Linked DNA regions of Mus musculus: region 2 is linked to region 1. Evidence: chromatin contacts called from public promoter capture Hi-C data. All regions are on one chromosome and are shown on one strand. Each heading gives the region's core, a stretch centred on a gene start, on an enhancer-like site or on the middle of the called end of the contact. The rest is flanking DNA. Distances are from core to core; before and after follow the strand shown.

Region 1 (5,710 bases), core at 1,063-3,562:
CCCCCAGGAAACTATGCAGTAGCAACCGAGGTGAGTACTGAAAAATGCCTGAGCTGAAAAAGCACTTTTCCACATTTCATATTTCTTGGGTAGTTTGTCTCTTTCTATCCAAGTTTCTTAGAAAGGGGTGTGTGTGTGTGTGTGTGTGTGTGTGTGTGTGTGTGTGTGTGTACTTTATCAGTAAAGAATCCGACAGGATTCTGATCTACAAATGGAGCTGTGAAGGAGAGAACGCTAGGTCTGTGGGGTAAAGTTTTAGAGGCAAGCAGAGTAGATGTGATCATGGCAGCAGGCTCGGGGTATCTGGTGTTTCACAGGGAGGACATGCTCTGGTGCATCCTGAGCCAGTGGCCCTGGCTGCCTCCTGGGGCTGGCTTCCCACAAGCTCACTTCTGTCTCCAGCAGCGCCTCAGTGCTCTCCTGCCCACCTAATTCTTTGTTTCCTCAAAGCCTATGTCAGGATGTTGTTATTTCAACACTTATAATTCTAACAGCATGCACCCCGCGCGCGTGCCTTGTGGCCTTGATATTCTCAGGGAGACAGACAGGTGCTCTCTCTTTACTCCAGTGGGTGGACATTGCTGACACATGGAAATTAACAGCAGCTTGCCACCCTGCAGTAGTTTAGAGTTTGCCTGAGGACTTGGACGGTGAGGCAGGCTGCTAGAGACCTCACTCAGGGGATAAGCCCAATTAAAGGCTCTGACTTTCTACTCAGATGGGACTCCGCAGCACAGCATCCCTCCTGGACTTAAGAGTCCAGGCAAAACCAACAGGTCCAGTTTGAGTGGGCGTGGCCTTCAAAATCACCACAGATGAGGTCCCCGCTGGGCCCTCCAGGAGCAAGGCCGTGAGAAAGGCCAAAGTGAAAGGAAAGGCCACTTCTAGTTGACCTCTGCTTTTGGGAACTTTGCAACCATGTGCAGGCAACTAGCTGGCTGGCAGCAGCAGGCTCTCTGAAGAATGCATAGGATGCCTGCTTCTGCAGCCCTGCACGCTGCCGAGGAGGGCGCCTCCGTCTCGTGTGCAGGGTCCACCCGTGGCAGGAGATCAAGTTGGAAGTGGGGGAAGGGCATGCAGGCAGAGATGGGTGCTGGAGAGAGGCGATCAAGAAAGCTCTCATTCTTTAACTTTATTCACCCTTAGGCACTATTTTGGGACAGCAGTGGCTTTGGGGTGTGTCCAGACAGCCAGAGCCTAATACAGACTTATCAAGGCTCACTCTTCGCTTTCTTACCGGCTCACTTCTGGTCACATGCAGTCTAAATACACATGCATGCAAACGGAATAATAAAATCACCCCTTTCCGTCGGTGTACTGCGAAGTGTCAGGCAGAAAAGCGGACACCAGGAAAAGAGACTCTGGCTAAAGAACTGCCACCTCCACAGGCTCTGCACCGCGTGAAAGCGTGACCTGATGCAGTGTGTCTCCTGAAACTGTGTGTCTCCCTTCCCCCAGCTCAACCGACTTCCCAGACTCCCTGGAGCCTGGTCAACCCCATCACAGCCCTGAGTTCTTCCTGTTCGGCCTCCTCTCCTCCCGAAGTAAAGGGATCACAGACGCACTTGATGGGGAAGAAGGGCCAAGATTCCACTCTTCTGGACAGTAGCCTAGCCTGGAGCCAGTGAGCCGTCGGGTCCCTGCTTGGGACTCCAAGATTCTCTGTCAATTTCATAGCTCTTCTCTGCCTGGCCACCTCGCTTGTGGGTCGGAGACCCCCCCAGCGTGGTACCTCTTCTCTAGGATGCCCACGCCACAGGCTTCAGCCACCTGCTAGATACCAACCGTGGGAGCACAGCCTGAAGCTGGTGGACACATCCACGGGTCTCAGCCAGTGCCTACCTCTGCCCTGCCTGGTCTCCATCAGGCAGCCCAGGTCGCAGGGACCGCAGGGGTTAAAGGGGTCACAAGGGTCGCCCACACACACACTTCTTACCCAATCCCGGCACGAAAGTGTTGAGGAAGAGACAGATGACAGCCACCGGGAAGGGCATGTAGGGGATGGCGGCGCGCAGGGGCCCCTTCTTCTCGCGAACCTGCACGACCACCCCGCTGGACGACGATGCCCCCCGGGGATCTGCCGCTGCCACAGCCGCCGCCGCCGCCGCGGTCTCGGCGTCTTTGTGCAAAGGCTCCATGGCTGGACGCGCTCTCCAGGAACCCTGCAGCCGCCCGGGGCACCAGGGCAGACGGCGGCCGGCTGCGGGCTCCTGGCAGCGCGCTATGCGCCCTTCTCAGGAGGCCAGTGCGCTCCGGGTGCTGCGAGGCTGGCGGAGAAGCCCGCCCTCCCGCGCTCCACGCCCCCACTCCGGGCGGAGGGCGGGAGGGGCAGCGTGACACTCTGTGACAGCGCTCCCTCGCCCCTCCCCTCCGGGCCCCTTCCCCGCCCCCTCCACACCTCTCTGCAAAGCCCTTGGTTCACCAGCAATGGAGACCCCAGCAAGGGAAGAAAGCGCAAGGAGAGCGCAAGGATGCTGGTGGTCTAGGTACCCAGAGGGATGGATGTGCCTCACCCTCCTAGCACAGGTGAACTGAGAACCTCACTCAAGGTCCTGGAGAGCTGGGCGTGCACTAGGCTGATTCAGTTGGAAAAGCCTCAAGGTTGAATCTCTCTTCTGGAGTGTGCATTTAATGCTAGGGAGGTGGGGGCTAGGGACGCTTGAAGCCTGAAACCTAGAAACACTTTGCATTTCGAGTCACGGAGAAAAAGCAACGTGTTTCGAGTCACAGATGCTGATAGGACTGGAAGCGAGAAATATAGCTTACAGCTTTATAAACCCATGCATGTCTGCAAGAGATGTTCCCTTCACGCGCCCACACACACACACACACACACACACACACACACACACACACTGTCTCACGTATAAGTTCACACACATAGAAACGAAAATGGAAAGGAATGCTTGCTTGAGGGAGCCACGGAGCTGGTAGTGGGAACCATGCCCTGACCAGTGTGCTGCTGCGGGACATCTGGGCCAGTTATGACTACCTGGTGAAGATGCGGTGCGCCCACAGCGCCCCCTGGTGTTAACGATGCACCGGTGGGAATAAGCGAATAGACTTGGCAAGAGTCCAAACCAAGAGCCTAATTCAGTCTTTTCAATAAGACCCTTCATCTACTCCGATGAAAATGACCTCCTCTAGCGGGGCACGTGCTTCATGGCTGCAATCCCATCCTTGAGAGGTGTAGGTAGGAGGCTCTCTTCCTATCAAATTCAAGACCAACTTGAGCAAGACTACACTTCTAAATAGATAAATATTTTAAGTCTACAAGGTAGCCTGCAGGATTGTAGTCATTACAATGATAGTACCGCAGAGCCAGTGACAAATTGGCTGGGATATGCTGAAGGTTCGAAGGTTCTGGGACTGGGACCTTCCCATGCATCCAACTGTAGGGGAGTTATCAGTCACTAAAGCCCCTCCCAGAAAGTGATGCAGGTCAAGATTTAATGGCCAACAGAAACTACTTGTAGGTATGTTTTATTTTAAATGTTTATCACAGCATCCTCTGTTGGGCAGCATCCCAAACTCTTAACCACATTCAATGCCTGCCTTAACTGTACAAAGCACTACATAGTACTGTGTTTTCTAGATGGAGCAATTAAAGCATAATCGTCCATGATAATGTGGAGCAGGTGATCTCTTTCCAAAACCCATATGCATAAATGACATTTCATCTAAAGATCCCGAAACTAACCTCCATTCTATGAATTCGCAGAATACCTGGATCTCTTTTGGGTTCCCTCTATCATTATTTGTCTCTGAGGAAAATGAACCCAGAGAGGGAAATAGATTTCTATTTCCCCAATTTCCTGTGGCTATCTTTGTGACACCCAGACAGAGCCATTGTGGGTGCCAACACATGGGAGCCTATGATAGCAGGGGGAATCCAGACCTGCAGTAAAGCTGGGCCTGGAGCTGCTAAGGTGGGTAGGAAACAGGTTAGTGCTGGGGGCGGGCAGAGGAATTAGGACTTTATTGTCTGGGAATCGCTGACATTTTAAGTGGACATAGGGCCTCATACGTGTTCTATTTATTCCTACAATGTAACAAGTGACCCTCGAATTGATCAGCTTGACATGGCCGGATTTTGGTTTGTATGTTTTTGTTTTGTTGTTTTGAATGATCATACTCTACGGTGAGAACATAAGAGAGGCGGCATTTCTCCCTCCATTGTCTGCAGATCTGCAGCTGGGAAACTCAAATGGCTGGTGGCTGGAACAGTGAGGACCACAAGATCCACTTCTAAAAATATTCTCTGGTCAGTGGCATCAGGGAGAGAGTTTGAAAGCTGGTTGGCCAGGGGTAGTCCTTCATGCTACCTCCATTGTCCACGTGACCTGGAGGTTTTTACATTAAAATATGGCCGCCAGTTTCTAAGTGAGAACTTGCTGAGAGGAGTCATCCTGAGAGTAGAGACTGCAGAACCATAATGAGTATCACCGCCACTTCTCCAAAAGTTACACAGTATCCTTCTGCATTTCTCCCTTAGGCATTCAACCAGCGACCCACCCAGACTTAAATACAGAGCAGCCCTCCTCTTAATGGAAGAATGAGAGCCCAGGCTTTAAAACCAACAGTATGACTATATCAGCTGAGAAGACCTCTTAGCCAAGTGAGGAGGACGGCTAGTGAGGATCAGGTCACGTGCCCACAGGAACTGAGGTGAGATGAGGACTCTTCTTGACCTACCAGCCCAGAGAATGGGAGAGACAGCTTCCAGATGCTAATTGGGCAGAACGAGCAGACAGAACGGAGCTGCTGTGTTTGAGCGCACATTGCTCTCTTTTCCGTTGGCTGTGATCAAACGCCTGACATAAAGCAACTCTGGCACGAAGGTCACATTTTGACTTACAGTTTAAGAAAAAACTAACCCGCCATCCATCGTGACTGAGGGAAGGCATGGCGGGAGGATCACGAAGCAGCTTGTTACCCCGTTTAGCTGGTAATTGATTACCCCAGGGCCCACACAGCTCCACGAGCTCACTTCACTCTGCGTGCCCGTCGTCCTCTTCCCACTCTCCTTGGAGTCTCACCTTGCCACACCCTGACCCATTTTTTTTCCCTCCAGCTTTTAGCTTCTGTTCCTTTTCTATAACAAGCTAGCCTCACTCAGCCAATTACTTGCTGGCCCACTTAGCTCCTAATAAATCTATTAAGCTGTAATCAATGCTCAAGCATCCTTGAGACCAACTCTCTTGATTAGACCTGGTGGTGATTAAGTGTGAGGGTCTCTGTAATTACCACTGAAAACCTGAACAATGAGTCAATTTGTTTGGCAGGGGGAGAAAACAGCTCATCTAGCCAGGCCCTGCCCATGGAAGTGTCTGCCATCCTTCTCCTGCGCCCCAAAGGCTGAAGATCAAGATCGTAGTAGCTTCCAAGGAAGCAGTCTTTGAGATGGATAAGGAGCCTGCAGAATTCTAACTTCATTGCTGGTGTGTTGGTCAGTTTCCTATCACTGTAGCAAAACACCTGAGGCACTAAGTCTGTAAACAGAGTTATTTTGGCCTGTGGTTTCAGAGGGTCCAGTCCATGATCCATTGGCCCTGACATCTCCCCTTGTGGTGGAGACTGTGGTGGGGGGCATACTGGCTAAAGAGAACAGAGAGGATGGAGTCCCACAGTCCTCTTTGGGAACATAACCCCTAATAACCTAACAAATCTGACAAGTGTCTTCCTCTTAAAGGCACCATTACTGCCCTGT
Region 2 (5,710 bases), core at 1,432-3,931, 210 kb after region 1:
AAACAAGTTCTGAACAATCAGTCTGAAAAATAGGAATAACCCTAGTAAGAAGGCCCAGGGGATGCGGACCAAATTATAATGTGCAGTCTTGGAGAGTCACGGTGACTTTTCGGTGGCTACCGAGAACAAGCCAGCAGTAAAGGCTCAGTGTCAGAGAAGGGAACCAAAATGTGAGAGATGATCCAGAACCGAGGCCATGGCCAGTCAGGAGATCAGCTCCAATCTCCCAGATCTCCCTGAGTGCATCCTCAACGCTCCCAGAATCCTCAGAAGTTACCTAAGGCAGAAAAGATGTGCTCCTCCCAGGAGTCCAACTTTGAGCCAATATCTTCAGAGAGAGACGAATACGTTTCAAAACTCTGAGAACCAGATGTGCAGACGCCTCCTCCAGTCATGCTGGGATCCGGAACGTGGTTCACATCTGCCTCCAGGGGCAGCTGAGGCTTCAAACACCTAGCTTCAGTCCCAGGAGCAGGGCAATGGAGGAAAACTCCCCGCCTTGAGGATAAGGGCTGAAATGACTTCCCACTCTGGCGCCTGGACTTGGCCCGTCGGTTCTGGAACCACACCTGGGGGACAAGAGGAGAAAAAAACTGTTCAGCTGCTTCCGGTTGGGGTTTTTATTGTTAGTTTGTTTGGGGGTTTGCTTGAGATAGCTTCTCTAGCCAGTGCTGACCTCAACCTCGGGTTGTAGCCAAGGAGAACCTTGACCTTGAATTTATGATTCTCCTTCCTCCACTCCAGAGCTGGGGTTACAGGCTGCACCACCACGAGTGGTTTGCGTGGTACCTGAGGATGGAACCCAGGGTTTCGTGCATGCTAGGCAAGCACTCTACCGATAAAACTGCATATTAGCCTTGACTCTCTGCTCAAAGTCTGGGGCTTACAGAAAGCACTTGAACCAATGGTTTGATGTTCAGAGCTCCAAACCTTCTCAGTCATCATTCTCAGATGCAAAGCTGGAATGCTGTCTGGTTCTGTCTACACTTGCTATACTTGGTTGTTTGTCTGCTTTTCATTTTACACATTAAAAAAAAAAAGAAAGAAAGAAAGCCGGGCGTGGTGGCGCACGCCTTTAATCCCAGCACTCGGGAGGCAGAGGCAGGCGGATTTCTGAGTTCGAGGCCAGCCTGGTCTACAAAGTGAGTTCCAGGACAGCCAGGGCTATACAGAGAAACCCTGTCTCGAAAAACCAAAAAAAAAAAAAAAAAAAAAAAGACGGTCTCAGCCTGGTGGTGGTAGCATACCCCTTCAATCCCAGTAGGTATTTTTCCTCCGTGAAGCTCGTTTCTGTGTGTAAATGTCTTTACTATTTCCCCACAAACGTGTTCTGCATAGGAAGCCCAGGGTGACAACTGCTGAAAGTGACAGTTGAAGCCAGGAGATAGTGGCACACCCCCTTAATCCTAGACAAAGGAGGCACATCTTTGATTTCAAGGCCAGCCTGGTCTCCAGAGCAAATTCCCGGACAGCCAGGGCTACCCAGAGAAACCCTGACTGGAGGGGGTAAAAAAGTGACAGTTGAGTAGTCACCCTAAGTCCAGGAAAAAAATAAACACTAAATGTCCACCCTCCTGAGGCAAGCGTCTAAACTGGGTGTTGGGGAACCTACCTGTAATCCAAGCACCCAGGAAGCTGAGGCAGAAGGATTGTGAATTGAAGTCCAGCTTGGACTACGCAGCATGAACTTGTCTCAGTCACACACACACACACACACACACACACACACACACACACACACACACACAGAGAGAGAGAGAGAGAGAGAGAGAGAGAGAGAGAGAGAGAGAGAGCAAGAGAGAGAGAGAGAGGCTTCTCCCTATCATCTCCAAAACTCTGATCTAAATGATCGACCTCAGACAATAAACTCACTTTGCAATATTTTTTCAAAGTGACAAGAAGTTCTTGCTTGTTTTGAAGGTGATCCAACCCTGCTCTGCTACTTAGAATCAAAGCCAGAGGAAGGCTTGTCTCTCTCTCTCTGTCTCTCTGTCTGTCTCTCTGTCTCTGTCTCTCTCTCTCTCCTTACTGGACGCTGGGAAAGAGTGCAATGACTACCTTCCTGCTGGGACCTTTCAATGGGTCCGCAAGCCCCTTAGCTGCCCAGATCAATCACATGGTAACGCGGCCTTAACTGACATCCCAGTTTGCAGTCTAGAACCATGAGGTTCAAAGAGAGTAACTTTTCCCCCACAGAATAAATGGCCCAACAAGCCTGTGACTTCCCAGCACCTCCACTGGAACGCGCAGCTGCGACCGCGACTCACCTGGATCCTGGACTCGGGTAGCAGCGTGAGCGCAGCCAGGCGCTCCCGCAAGTGGATGTCTGGGTACATGGTCTGTCGGAAGACGAGCTCCAGCAACTGCAGCTGCTCCGAGCTGAACGACGTGCGCTTGCGGCGCTGTGGCGCCGACGGGGCGGCCGAGCCTTTGGAGGGTCCGGGCGGATCCAGGCCGGCGGGGGTCTGCGCTGTGGGACTGGAGTCGCGGTTTGGAAAGCACTGCGTGGCTGCTGGGGCGCGAGAGTCGTGGGGCGCCGCGGGCAGCCCAGAGGCTGGGCGCATGGCTGGGAGCAGCTGCCCTCCGGGATGCGCGGCGGGGAAGATGGGGAAAGCGGCGCCTTCTGCGAACTGGAGCTGCTGGGACCCTGCTGCGGCCATGACTCCCGGACGCTTCCCTGTACCCCCGCGCGCCTGCAGTTATAGCGGCCCGGAGCCGGGGAGGGGGCGGCGGCGCCATCAAAGGCGTGGGTGCAGGGAAGCCGCGTCTCGTCTCCTCGGGGTGCGAGCCCGCCCCAGCCCCGCCAGACGCCGCGGGAATAATCGCTTCCGCTGACCCGGGGACGGAATGAGGGAGGCGCGAACTTGAGTCCGGGCCGCTCCGTCCCTTCTCCGCCCATCCGCCAGCCAGTCCAACCACCAATCCACATACCTCGAACCGCTTTGCCCCGGTGGGGTCGCCCCAAGTGCAGGCCGGACTTGGACAGAACCCCCTCTTCTGGGCCAGAAGACCTCTCAAGAGCGCCTGAATCTCTTGGGGGCTTGGTTCGTAGGTCCCCCGCGCTGTGCCTGGCCCGCTGTCCGCCTGTCACCATCAAAGGCGCTATTTACCACCCCTGCTATGTGCTAGACCTTACTCCAGGTTGGTTAAACAGCCTAGCCCTGCCCTCGGCAAACCACCCTGACACATCCTGAATCCAAGGGGGGGTGAAGATAAAGAGATCTCAAAGGGGACAGGCACACATCCTGAACAGTGACGCTGCTCCTGCCTAGAGTATCTGTGACCTGTCAACAAGAATGCTGTAAATTGGACGGGCTGAAGTTGTACGGGGTTAGCGCTCCTAAAGAATCCCAACAGTGCTCAGAACCCGAGAAGTTTCTGCTCCCTCTGATGCCACTCCTTGAAGTTTCTGCTCCCTCTGATGCCATTACTATTTCCTTTGTCCCCTGGGGTTCATTTGAGGTTCCTGGTTTGTTTTATGCGGATTTGTAGTTTAGTTGTGACTTCTATATCTGCTTCCCCTAGTGCACACATGCATTCATTTATTCATATAAGTCTCTCCCCACCTCCTTACCCTCTGGTCCTGAGAATAGGACCCAGTGACTGGAAAATCCTAAGCAAGACCCTCAGGGAACATCTGTTGAGACAGAAGCCAAGTTGCTTCATAGAGAAATCAGAGGCATGCAGCACTATAGCAGAAGGGTGCAGAGGCAGGCAGGGCAAGGAGCACGGCTTGCAAGGCCTCAAAGGGGCTCCCTGCAGAGGAAGGGGTATTCCACAGCCCAGCCCAGGACCTGTTCCTGCAACGTCTTCAATGCTAATGGGAAGTATCATAGGAGAAAGTATATGTGCTGGCCATGAGTGCATCCTGTCTACTAATACGCATGTGAGCCCCCAAAGAAGCCAAAAGAGGGAAGTGGGTTGTAAGCTGCCTGACACAGTGCTGGGAAGTAATGGGTTGTAAGCCACCTGATACAGTGCTGAGAACTGACCCTCTGGAAGAGCAGCAAGTGGCCATATCTTTACTATGGGCAATTATCCCAAGTGTCAAAGCACAGAGTGATCGGCAAGTTCTAGGCTTGACCTGTCCACCAGCTGGGGAGTCGTGGGAAGTGTCCTGGCCTCCTGCTTTATGCGGATGCTAAGACTCCCCAGGCCTGCTTTTCCATCTGATCCCTTCCCCTCAAACACACACACACACACACACACACACACACACACACACACACACACCTCCAACCCCTCTCCCTTTCTTTCTTCTTCTATTTCTTTGACAGTTTTTCAGTTTCACAGTGTATGGAATGGAAAAATCAGAATTTGATTTTTCTATGCTTTTATTTTTCTACTCCTACCCCGTACATATATCAGGGTCTCGTGTATACCAGGCTAGCCTCACACTCTCTATGTAGCCAAGGATGGACTTCCAGGATGCAAAGCTCTCTTTACAGACATTCCACACAATGCCTGATTTTATGCAATGCTGGGGCTCAAACAAGGCCTTGTAAATGCTGGACAAGCACTGGAAGGGCTATGCTACATCTTCTGCCATTTGTTCATCAATTCAGAGACTGGGTCTCACGAGATAGCCCAGGCTGGCCTTGAACTTGAGATCTACCTGTCTCAGCCTCTTGAACATGAAAGTTCACACCTACTTTTATTCTTCTCTTTTTTTCTGTGATGCTGAGGCTCAAACCCAGGGCTTTATCTCTGAATTATACACCCAACCTGTCACTCAGTTTTATAATCCATTATTAAAAATGAATTATTTGAAAACAAAATAAAATGTTATGGCTGTGCTTATGTATGTTCTTATATAGTAGGTGTGTGTGTGTGTGTGTGTGTGTGTGTGTGTGTGTGTGTGGTGGATGTGTGATGTGTGGTGTGTGTTCCCATTTTACTCTCCAAGAAATACACTACAATCCAGATCAAAGCCCAAAGACCTGGACAGGTGCTGTGCCAAGCGGATCTCCAGATATGACTCTGTGGGAACACTGGGTTCCAGTCATCTTGGGAAGAGAGGTGGCCTGGTCTCTGCCACCTAGGAGCTTCAGTGGCTGCTGCACTGCTGTCCCTGAAGGGATCAGGAAACCAGCCTGAGAAGACACCAGAGTCTGTGACTACTGCTCCCAGAAGGAGTTTGTCAGTGACAGCCGAGCCTCCCAGAGACTCAGCTGGGTTCTGAGCTATAGGAATTCTTCAACCTGCTACGTGGAAATCCTCCCGGGTCCTTTGTCCATCACTGTCCTCTGCCACCTTCTGTCTGCCCCAGAAGAACCCTACAGGGCAGGGAAACGGACTGAGGGAAATAATGGCAGGCTGTGTACACAGCTGGGGCTGTGTGTGGCCAGAAATCATAGTGCAATTTGTGATCTGAGAATCCTCTAATCCAACCAACAGGCATCATTTTTAAAAACCATTTCCTTCAGATTTGTCCCATATTGTAATATGTATTGAACAAGAGCTCAGAAACTCTCATCCTCTCTTCCTTTTGCCCTAAATTTAGCTTTTCTTATTCTACCCCCTCTCTGTCTCTATATCTCTGTCTGTTTGTGGGTCTCTTCCTCCACCCCATCTGTGTGTGTGTGTGTGTGTGTGTGTGTGTGTGTGTGTGTGTGTATGCGTGTGTACACTTGGGAATATGCACACATGAGTTGTCAGAGCACTGTTTGTGGGAAATGGTTCTCTCCACCTGCTATGTGAGTCCAGAGAT

Evidence for each region. Capture Hi-C pulls out chosen DNA fragments and counts their contacts.
Region 2: a contact with region 1 is called in a promoter capture Hi-C map of liver. The contact joins the promoter of Mixl1 here to the promoter of Stum in region 1. A contact is called at or near these places in 5 of 39 promoter capture datasets (embryonic stem cells, macrophages, pre-B cells and 2 more), 3 of 484 Hi-C or Micro-C datasets (the AML12 cell line, bone marrow-derived macrophages and nephron progenitors), 1 of 115 datasets of contacts at active chromatin or transcription factors (stem cell-derived neural progenitor cells) and 3 of 9 other capture datasets (adipose tissue, liver and macrophages).

Annotation. Positions count from the first base shown.
Region 1 is chr1:180,481,192-180,486,901 of GRCm38.p6, forward strand. It overlaps Stum (mechanosensory transduction mediator), which reads right to left and starts at 2,313. Exons shown (of 4, transcript NM_001081227.2): 1 at 1,937-2,313. The coding sequence starts at 2,138.
Region 2 is chr1:180,694,353-180,700,062 of GRCm38.p6, forward strand. It overlaps Mixl1 (Mix1 homeobox-like 1 (Xenopus laevis)), which reads right to left and starts at 2,682. Exons shown (of 2, transcript NM_013729.3): 1 at 2,268-2,682; 2 at 1-569. The coding sequence starts at 2,660. The coding sequence ends at 267.